3 separate regions of the Oryctolagus cuniculus genome follow, and regions 1 and 2 are each linked to region 3. A link is a contact called in public Micro-C data. All regions are on one chromosome and are shown on one strand. Each heading gives the region's core, a stretch centred on a gene start, on an enhancer-like site or on the middle of the called end of the contact. The rest is flanking DNA. Distances are from core to core; before and after follow the strand shown. Region 1 holds the start of ZRANB3 (zinc finger RANBP2-type containing 3). Region 2 holds the start of UBXN4 (UBX domain protein 4). Region 3 holds the start of CCNT2 (cyclin T2).

Region 1 (3,290 bases), core at 501-3,000, 590 kb before region 3:
ACTTTTTTTGGGTATTATTTATTTATTTATTTGAAAGGCAGAGTTATAGGCAGAGGCAGAGAGAGAGAGAAGTCTTCCATCAGCTGGTTCACTCCCCAAAAGGCCACAATGGCAGGAACAAAGCCAAGAGCCTGAAGTTTCCTCCGGGTCTCCCAGTAGGTGCAGAACCCAACAACTTGCGTCATCTGCTGCTGCTTTCCCAGGCACATTAGCAGGGAGCTGGATCAGAAGTGAAGCAGCCGGGACTCGAACCAGGGCCCACATGAGATGCTGGCACTACAGGCAGCAGCTTTACCCACTTAGTCACAGCGCTGGCCCCTAGAATCCACTTTTTAAGGACACATTCGTCCAGGCAAAAAAGCCAAGGAGGTAATTTCTTAAAAAATAAACTCAGTGAGGAAGGGAAGAAATTATAACAGGATACCCTAAACATGACAAATTTGAAAAATTGACGCGTGTCTAATTACTCAAGTCAAATTGGTACCTTACTACATACTTTGTGATTCTTGTTTCAAATATCACAAATGGGTGGACTTGCAGTTAGACTTTAACTTTTCATTACTCAAAAGTTATTGAAATCAATGACATTTAAGCGAAAAGCAACATATATATTATCTCCCCAGGAAATTTTATTGGAAAAACCACTTGCTATTTATTTTGGAAAGCACTTCTTCACCTTTTACTTAGTCGACTCGCCGTCCCTGGACAATTATACTTGGGGGATGACAGCCTCAACAATTTAAGCTCCTTTATAAAAGCAAGTTCAAAGAACAGGGGCACTCCTCTGCACCTAATCGCCACAGGAAGAAAACAAAAACAAAACTTCATACAGGAATTTTGGGGGCTGCCTCAGGCTGATGCATAATAACGTGTGTAGAGCAGATCCCCGGGGACTGACAGTCATTCAACTTTTTGAAAAATATTCCCATTGAGCTTTTTCGAGCACCACAGGCAACATTTCACCAGCCACTCAGTGTCTGATTTCCCCTCGGAAAAATTCTCCCGGTACAAGGCCGGGGCTGCGGCTGGGGAGGGCCGGGGAGCCCCGGGCACCCGCGCCGGCTACCCGGGAGCAGAACCACACACTGTACCCGCTCCTGGCAGGCCTGCTATGGCAGGCTCCCCAGTCCCTGGGGTTTCAAGAGCAGCAGCAGCAGCCATGGCAGGGACTCGAGAACCTTTCCCCTGTCTCCTCCTCTAGGCCTCGAGGGGTTTGCTTCTCACATGGCCCCCTGGTGGGGGCGGTGGGCGCAAGGTAGAGGCTGCCGCTGCAGCCGCAGCGCCGGCCAGGCGAGCCCGGCTCCCTCAGAACTCGAGCTACCGGCGGGCTGGCACCGCAGGACGTCGGCGGGGCCCTGGCCGGAGCGCCGATAGCTCTGTGGGCAGGCCACCTTCTCACACACCACATTTCTCCCCTGTCTGCCTCCTTCTCCGTTAGCGCTACCGGTTGGCGAGCGGGGGAGGGGAGCGAGGCGCGTTATTCCCGGGGAGCTGGAGGGGGGAGGGGAGGGCATCTCTTACCCGCGTTACTGAGGAGGAGGAGGCGGTTGGAGCGCGGCGCGGCGGGGCGACGGCGGGGCTGGGTGGGTGCAAGTAAGAGTCTTACGAAAGGGAATTAACCCCATCACCAGCCCGGACACCGGCTCCAGCGGCAGCCGCGGCTGGCAGAATCCCGCCCCTTCCCACCACGCGCTAGCCCCGCCTCTTCGTTCTCTTTGAGGGGCAACCGACTAATCATAGGCTGTACATACACGGAGTGACATGGGGAGCATCCAATCATATTTTAAAAAAATGCCCTCGCTCCACCCCTTCATCTTCTCCCGGGCCGCGGGAGCGCCGTGCCAAATCTTCCTCCACCCTCAAGGGAAAAACAACCAATCCATGGTAAGTATCCGCCCTTGAAGGACGCAAAAGACAACCAATGGTAAAACTAGGGCGACAGCCATTTTGCCCACTTGTAAAAGAGCCACCTTTTTCCCACGAGTTGGAGTCTGAGGTGGGGAAGTTCCGGGAGTTTTTACTGACCTGGACATATTTTTTTCAAAAACCTGTATTTCGTCAGGTAGTATTTATAGTGCTTTATCAGAATAAAGGAATAATTTCATCCTCCATGTGAGGACAAGTGAGGCATGCTGCCTAATGTCTTGGCTCCTCCCCTTTGCTGTAACGGGTTCCAAACTGAACACCTGGTTTCCCCAGCCTCAGTGGTCGAGGGCGGGGTGACTGCTCTTTTCAGCCCTAAGCAGACTACAGTTCCCAAGATGCTTTGCTTCACCCGTACCCTTTTCTCAACTTACATCCCGAGCGGCCTGACGGGAATTGCAGTTCCTTGCGAGGTACCCGTGCAGCCCTTGGCCAATGAGAAGGAACAAAGTTTTGAAAGACTTGGAGTCGGTGCTGGAGACTAATTGTCTCCAGATTGTAGTTAGTCCTTTACACTACCCCAACAGAGGAGAGAAGGGACAGAAGAGTGGCTAGAAGAGTTTTATCGGGACACCCTAGGAGTCTTAGATTGTAGGTATTTGAACTCTCCGACTTTAAGGTCGTCCCTTGAACGTCACTTCCGCTAAGGGCGGCCACATCCCAAATCTGTGGCGGGAGTTGGAGATTTTGCGGCGACTGCACCAGGTGTGGATGTCTAGGAGTGGCGTGTCGGGCAAGTGGTTAGTTTCTGGCGTGGGGATAGAAAGGTGAACGGAATTTAACTGAGTTTTAAGAGAGAGTGGGTGACATGGGAAAGGATAATTCCTAAGCCCCTAATGCCGTTCTGCACCCTTGGGTTTCGGTTTTGGAATCCCAAATGTCTCTTGCCCTGTTTACTACTGGATTGCTCCTGTAGTCGTATATTTGTGGAGGGTGCCTTTAATAACTTTAGCCCCTAAGAGTGAAACATTGCTTCTCCTCCTTGCGATTGAAATGAATGGACTCAGAAGTTCTGAGCGAACTGCTCCGACTTTTGCAAACATTTCCAAGTTGGCTTTGGTGGAGGGAAGCCACAGACTCAGAATTGATCATTAAGAATTGTTCTCTCACCGTTCTTTGAGTAATGTAGCCATCAAACAAGGTGCATCAGGGTGCCAACTTTATAATATACTGATTAATACAGGTGTCATTAAAAAGACTTCCTAATATAGCCTATTAGGTTCTGCTTTTCCCCCCTTCAGATTGCCAGATTGACTGTATAGGTATGCTGTTGGAAGTGCTTTTGAGGTTCCCAGGGTATCTCGTTGAATAAAAGAGATGAGGGGATTATCAGAAAAGTGCTTCCTACCCCAAAGCTGATACCTTTC
Region 2 (3,195 bases), core at 67-2,566, 830 kb before region 3:
AGGACAAACTACTCAAGCTTTTCTAAGAAACAACATGCAGCCAAAAATTTAATAAAATATTAATGTAAAATATTTCAGCAACTTGGTTTTCATTGCAGTGTATCAAGTTATAGAACTATTCAAAGTCGTGAAATGAATTCTAAGCCACTATCAAACACAAATAATTGAAGAAATACATTTTACATTAACAGCCGTCAAGGAAAGCCATAGAGGAAGCTTTCTTAGATCTGTATAAATTTCAAAAATAAAACAGCAAAACGTGGGGCAAAATAATCGAGAGCAGCTTAGGGTAAATGAGTTCGTAAATGTTCTCAAAACTATGTGGACTCTGGCTAGGAAAACCGAAAGAAGAACCAAAGACTTTATGTCTACTACTTTTAGACCGACAGGGGGACGAAAAAAATTCCACTTGGAGCAGAGTATCCACATTAGGCAGCCTCTCTCAATACTGCCGTTAAAAAAAAAAAAAAAAAAAAAAAAAGCCCCTGTAAAGTTTACATGTCAGAAGCACACCAACGCCCGCAACCGTGACCATCAGGTGGTTTCTCTTTGTTGCTCAACCGATGACACAGCTTTCTCCCTGACAGCCCACAGCCAATTAGCAGTCCAACTGCTCGCCTAATGGCCCGTCCCTCCCCCACCCACGGAGGAGGAATCAACGGGCGTTCAGGCATCCGAGGAAGGTGCTCGGGCCCGGGGAGGGGCGCCAGGGTCCGCCCGCCGCACGCAGGAGGGCGCCCGAGCCCGGCCGGGGCCTCTGGCCTGGCTGCCAGGCCTGCCGCCTCCCAGACAGGGCCGCCCGTGCCCTTCCGGACAAGAAGGCAAGGCTGCGGGCGCCTGCGGCCTGCAGGAGCCTGGCCTTGGGCGTCTGCACGCCCGCTGCGGGGCACCCAGCGGGGAGAAGTTGCAGCCGACCCTGGGGCGCGGAGCCGAGAAGTGCCCGCGTCTCGAGGACGGAAGACCGGCGGCTGAACTAACGAGTGGGTGAAGGCAGGCCGGAGAGCCTGTCCCGGCCGCACCTCGGGCCCCCGCCCCCTTCACCTGCCACGAACACCACGAAGACCGCGCCGCTCCTCTTAGCCGACGCGATGGCGGCCGGAATGGCGCCCTGGAACCACAACATCGCTCCTGTCGGGCCCTGGCGCTCGGTCGGGGTGTAGTCGCCGCGGTCCCGGAGGAGCTGGCCCCGCCCAACCGCTTCGTCGGGCCCTGCGGCCCCGCAGCCCCCGCAGCCCCGGCTGGTCCGGCCCCCGCCTCCGGCTCGGGCTCCGCACTAGCGCGCACGCCCGTCAGCCGCCCACTGCGACGTGCGCAAGCGCGCGCGTGGGGACCGCCCCGTACCACGTGACGCCACACGTCGCCGCCGGCTCAGGGCCCCAATACCTTGTTTCGTGGGCGAGTCAGTGCGTGCGCGCTCCCGCTAGAACCTCAGGTCTCGCAGACCAGGAAGTGGAAGGAGGCAGAGGAAGGATGAGTAACCGCTACGGCTTGTTTGGAGGCGCCTGCCGAGAGGCATGACGGGAATTGTAGTCTTCTTGGGCTTGTGGGCCTCCATATTGTGGAAAAATGTGACTACTGAGACACGACTGAAGGGGGCAGTACTGAGAGCCACTACGCGTTGAAGGACGGAGGGAGGAAAGGCAGTGCCGCTCTGTTATCCTCACTGAAACCCTGAAAGTGGAGGAATGTGTCCGCGCATGGAATTAAATAGGCCTTGTAGGAATTTATTGCCAGGCTTCGGTTTTTATTGAATTGAGCCCAGTCCTGTAGAAAAGACAGGATAAAAACCACCACGGTCTCTCTGCAATACCATACAGCCTGAAGGGAGACACTGGTACAATAAAGACCCTGAATTTCCTAGACATCGGGTAAAGATCATTCCAAAACCTTGAAACTGTGGCGCCCAGCAGGATGTCGGTATCCAGGCGGTCGCCCACCATGACGGTGCGCTCCGGGTTGCTGCCGTCCTCCTGGGGCACGCAGTGGAAGGTGAAGCGGCTGGGCTTCCCTATGACGTCGGCCTGGCGCTGCGCGGTACCTGCCGGACAAAGACGGAGTGGACGGGCGCGCAGTGTGTTAACGCCCTGGCCTGAAGCGCCGGCATCCCATATGGAACCGGTTCGAGACCTGGCTGCTCCACTTCCGATCCCGCTCTCTGTTGTGGCCTGGGAAAGCAGTAGAAGATGGCCCAAGTCCTTGGGCCCCTGCACCTGGGTGGGAGACCTGGAAGAAGTTCCTGGCTCCTGGCTTTGGATCGGCACAGCTCTGGCCATTGCGGCCATCTGGGGAGTGAACAAACAGGTGGAAAACCTCTCTCTCTCCTTCTCCTGCTCTCTCTGTGTAACTCTGATTTTCAAATAAATAAATAAATCTTAAGAAAAAAAAAAGGCTAACTATGGCTACACCAAAGGAAACACAAAATCAGAGAATAATGACTTATTTTCCAGCCACTTTCCATGGTAGTACAAAAGAAAATTATCTCACTTCCCGTTTTATGGGATAATATCAGCCTGTAATCAACGTAAGGTACTTGTGGTTCGTTGCCATTCAAATAAAAATGATTGACATTTAATACTTTAATGGAATTGCATGGTTCCTAGTAACTATTAGTTAAGGGTTTGTATAATTTATTTAGTTGTTAAACTTCTTATTTGTTGAAGCATTAAGTCTTTTTACTGTTATATAAATAACATAATAATAATATATTTAAAAAGATATTATCTCAAAAACTTAAAAACAAGAAAGAGAGGGACAGCTGGAGGGAGAGTGAGGAGGGAGGGAGGAAGGGAATATCATTCTAAGAATTGTGTCTATAACTATGCTGAAACTAAACATTTTTAAATAATATTTTTTAAAAAAGTATCCTAAGAATCATGTGGAACTTTTTATTCCTTCATCAAGTATTTATGTACAATGAGCTAGGCACTCTTCTTGGAAGTGCTATGGTAAGGCATACCAGGCCCTCCCTGCCTTTGTGACTGCACAGTTGAAGGCAGACATTGAACCAGTGATGATGAATGCCCCCAGAAGGGAAATTCAGAGTGTTGTTGAAGCAGGTGATGATGGGACCAAACATGGAGTAACCAGGTCAGAAAAGGCCTCTGGGAGGAAGTGATATGTGGGGGATATCTAGCCAGCTGGAGAAGACCACGCCAGGCAGAGGAAGCTACTGTGTAGCATCCACAGCAAACAAAC
Region 3 (3,138 bases), core at 539-3,038:
GGTAGTGTATGGTATCAGTACTCTGGTATTCGAGTGTAAGCTATATGTCAAACACAGACAAACATACTCCTGACACAATGTACTTGAAGTAAATGTTAACCTTTGAATCATTAAAAATTTAAGGAGACAACTAATACTAATGTGAGAAACAGAAATGTTTAACATCTTAGGAAATTACTGTTGGGAACAGAAATATTTCTGAACAGCTAGCTCTCTTAAAGTGTCATTTCCAAAGAATGTAACAATCCCATTTATAATATGTGAAACAATATTGAGCCCAACGCAATTACGATGTATCACAGAACATCTAGGCTTACCCAAATTATACAGTATTTTACTAGCGAAATTATTCAAATACTCACTATAAAAAGTAAAGACAACCAGTATAATAGTTCTTTGGGCAGAGAAATGTTTCTTATTTATCTTTTACCTTGAAAGGCCAAGCAAAGCCTAACACAGTCCCTTATAGTTTATCATAAACTTCAAAAACACACGAACAAAAAAGTGCGTGTGAAGCAAAACGTTATCACGCGATTCACCTTTACCGTTAACTTAGAACATTAAATCCAACAGTAAAATCAATGACCGACTTTTTCCTGCGCAATCGATTTACTTTACAATTTAGCGGTAGTACAAACAGACCAAAAAACAGTACTTACATTTCTACTGAACTTGGTGAAGGAATGGTGCATATAAAACCTGTGCATATAAACAATCGCGGTGTTTATTGTAAGCTGAGAGCTGGAATGTAACATTTAGGAAATATCTGAGAATCACAAGATCTCATTTCCAAAACAACCGTGATGGAAAATTCCCGGTCTGCGGTTCTTTCCCAATGCCTCCCATTTACTCGAAACCAAACCCAAACCCGAAGCTAGAAAAAATGCTTGCAGGGTGGAGGGGAGAAGGGAGAGAACAAGCTCGACGCCAAATAAACAGGAACAATCCTAACTGTTGAGCACTCCACTCTCAGAGGGCTAGAAACAGAGCCCTGGATGTATTTACCAATGGCTACGACTGATTCGACTCAAACAGTGGAAGCGCGGGCGCACACACCCATACAAAACCACGCCAAGACCATAAAGACCTCCAGTGCGCTCCCAGGGTACGCGAGGACCGCCATGAAGCCGGCGCGCAGCGCGGGGAGACGCAGCGAACGCCCAAGCCTTCCAGGAACTGTAACCTCCCGACCTCACAACCCCTTCTCCGACGGGGAGAAGTCGAAGCAGTCGCTCGTCTTCTGCAAATATCTTTTAAAATCCCCCTCCGGCCTGGGCGGCACTCCCATTCCCCGCCGCCGCCGCCGCCGCCACGCGCTGCCCCAGAGATTACACAACGCAGCCTCCCGGCCCGCATTCCCAGAACTTGACTCTCGTCCTCCCCCTCTTCTGGCCCCTCGCGGCCGCCCGAGCCCAAGCCCTTCTTCCCTTACGGCGCGACCGAAACCCATCGAAGGCCGAGGCCGCGGCGCCATGTTCACGGGACACCAGGCCCGGCAAGCGGGTGAGGGAAACAGGGCGTGAGCGGCGGAGGGCCAAGAACTGGAAAGGATACACATTGAGACGCTGTCCCATGTCCTGGATGAGGTTGGCCGCCTGCTGCCGGTACGAGAGCTCTTTATCCGCCTCCACTCCGCAGCGGCGGCTCGGCGTGTTCTCCAGCTGTTCCCGAGTAAAGAACCAGCGAGAAGAAGCTCCACGGCCCGACGCCATGACACTTCCTCCTCCGCCCGCTCCCTCGCCCGCCCCCCTCCCTTCCCGGCTCGCGGACTCCCCGCCAAGGCCGGGCGACCCCGCCCCACTTCGCTCGCCGTAGGCCGCGCGCCGCCCCTTTTCCACCCTCGCTGCCGCCCGTGCGCGTGCGCGGGTACCGCCCTACCCGCTCGCCCTAGTCTTTTGCTTTCTTTTTGGGGCCGCCGACTTTGCTGTCGCGCACGGGACCACAATGCTCCGCGCCGCTTGTCATTGGCCGGCGCCGCAGGTGGGGGTCGGAAGGATAAGGTCGGCGCGGTGCATGCCGGGTTTCGGGTTGGGGTGAAGGGGCGGAGAGCAGGGAAGAGGCTGGGCCGGGGCCGGGTGGGCAGAGAGGCGGGTGCGCGGCTGCGCCCTGCAGTCTGGGCGTGGACTCTGAAGTCCCGGTGACTAGTCGGACGACGCCTTGAGACGAGAGACCTCTGCTTGTCGCGGCGTGACGCCGCACCCTCCATCTTCTTTTTATGCCTTGGTCCGTAGGCGGCGTGCAACAGCCGTCTCGACTGCCACAGCCGACGTGCGGCTGTGGGACGGGGCTAGCGCCTAGGAAGCAACGCTCATGGTTTGTCCGCGCCAAGGTGTCCCCCCCCAATTCCCCACCCCCGCTACATCTTCTGTCACTCCCACGTCACGCGGGCTGTGGGTTTGGTTTTTAGTTAACAAAAGCTATGCAGTTAGTCACTGGAGGAGCTGAATCTATAAGCTGGGCCCTGAGTTTAGACTGAGCTTGTATCTTTAAACTGAATGTGGTTTCTGGGAGTAGAGGCTGGGGAGAAGCAGATAGCGCAAGAGGAGCCCAGCACAAATGTTATCTTTGGTGCTGGCTGGAGTAACAGGCTGCAGTAACCTGTTGAGTAAGCCCGTTTATTGACCCTATAAGAGTGCCACAGCTGGATCAGAGGGGTGGTAGCTAGGATTTTAACCAGGCACTCCAGATGCCAGCATCCCAAGCTGCGCCTTAACCCCTGCACCCACATACCTGTGCTAAGTGACATCACTTCCAGGTGGTGTTGGGGCTTTTGGACTCAGCATACTGCTTTGTCTTAGTGCTGTCTGCCCCAGTTGCACTAGAATATTAATCAGTAAGCAGCTATTCCAAACAGGTGACCTAAATTACTTCATTTCTTAGCCCACATTTTTTGCCTCATACCTTATGTTGCTTACACGTTCCTGGGTACATTGATTTAAAGCGACATTTTAAAAGTCTATCTTCAACACCCATTCATGATATTTAAAAACCTGGCATCTAGGAATAGAGGAGAAATCCTTCAACTTAATAAAAAGCATGTATATGAACCATACAGCTAACATAATACTTAATGGAGAGAAATTAGGTTCTTTAATTTTTTTTATGTGTAAGATTTATTTATTTGAAAGGCAGAATTAC

The links. A called contact is a pair of places that touch in the nucleus more often than the background predicts.
Region 1: a Micro-C map of ear pinna shows a contact between it and region 3, with 17 times the contacts expected there. The contact joins the promoter of ZRANB3 here to the promoter of CCNT2 in region 3. A contact is called at or near these places in 2 of 6 Hi-C or Micro-C datasets (ear pinna and an unstated tissue).
Region 2: a Micro-C map of ear pinna shows a contact between it and region 3, with 8 times the contacts expected there. The contact joins the promoter of UBXN4 here to the promoter of CCNT2 in region 3. A contact is called at or near these places in 2 of 6 Hi-C or Micro-C datasets (ear pinna and psoas muscle).

The regions. Positions count from the first base shown.
Region 1 is chr3:108,092,156-108,095,445 of mOryCun1.1, forward strand. It overlaps ZRANB3 (zinc finger RANBP2-type containing 3), which reads left to right and starts at 1,751. Exons shown (of 21, transcript XM_070070992.1): 1 at 1,751-1,884.
Region 2 is chr3:107,846,375-107,849,569 of mOryCun1.1, forward strand. UBXN4 (UBX domain protein 4) reads right to left here and starts at 1,317. Exons shown (of 13, transcript XM_008258522.4): 1 at 1,042-1,317. The coding sequence starts at 1,123.
Region 3 is chr3:108,677,602-108,680,739 of mOryCun1.1, forward strand. CCNT2 (cyclin T2) reads right to left here and starts at 1,789. Exons shown (of 10, transcript XR_007920689.2): 1 at 1,555-1,789; 2 at 660-741. It overlaps LOC127491784 (a long non-coding RNA gene), which reads left to right and starts at 1,870. Exons shown (of 4, transcript XR_011387310.1): 1 at 1,870-1,980.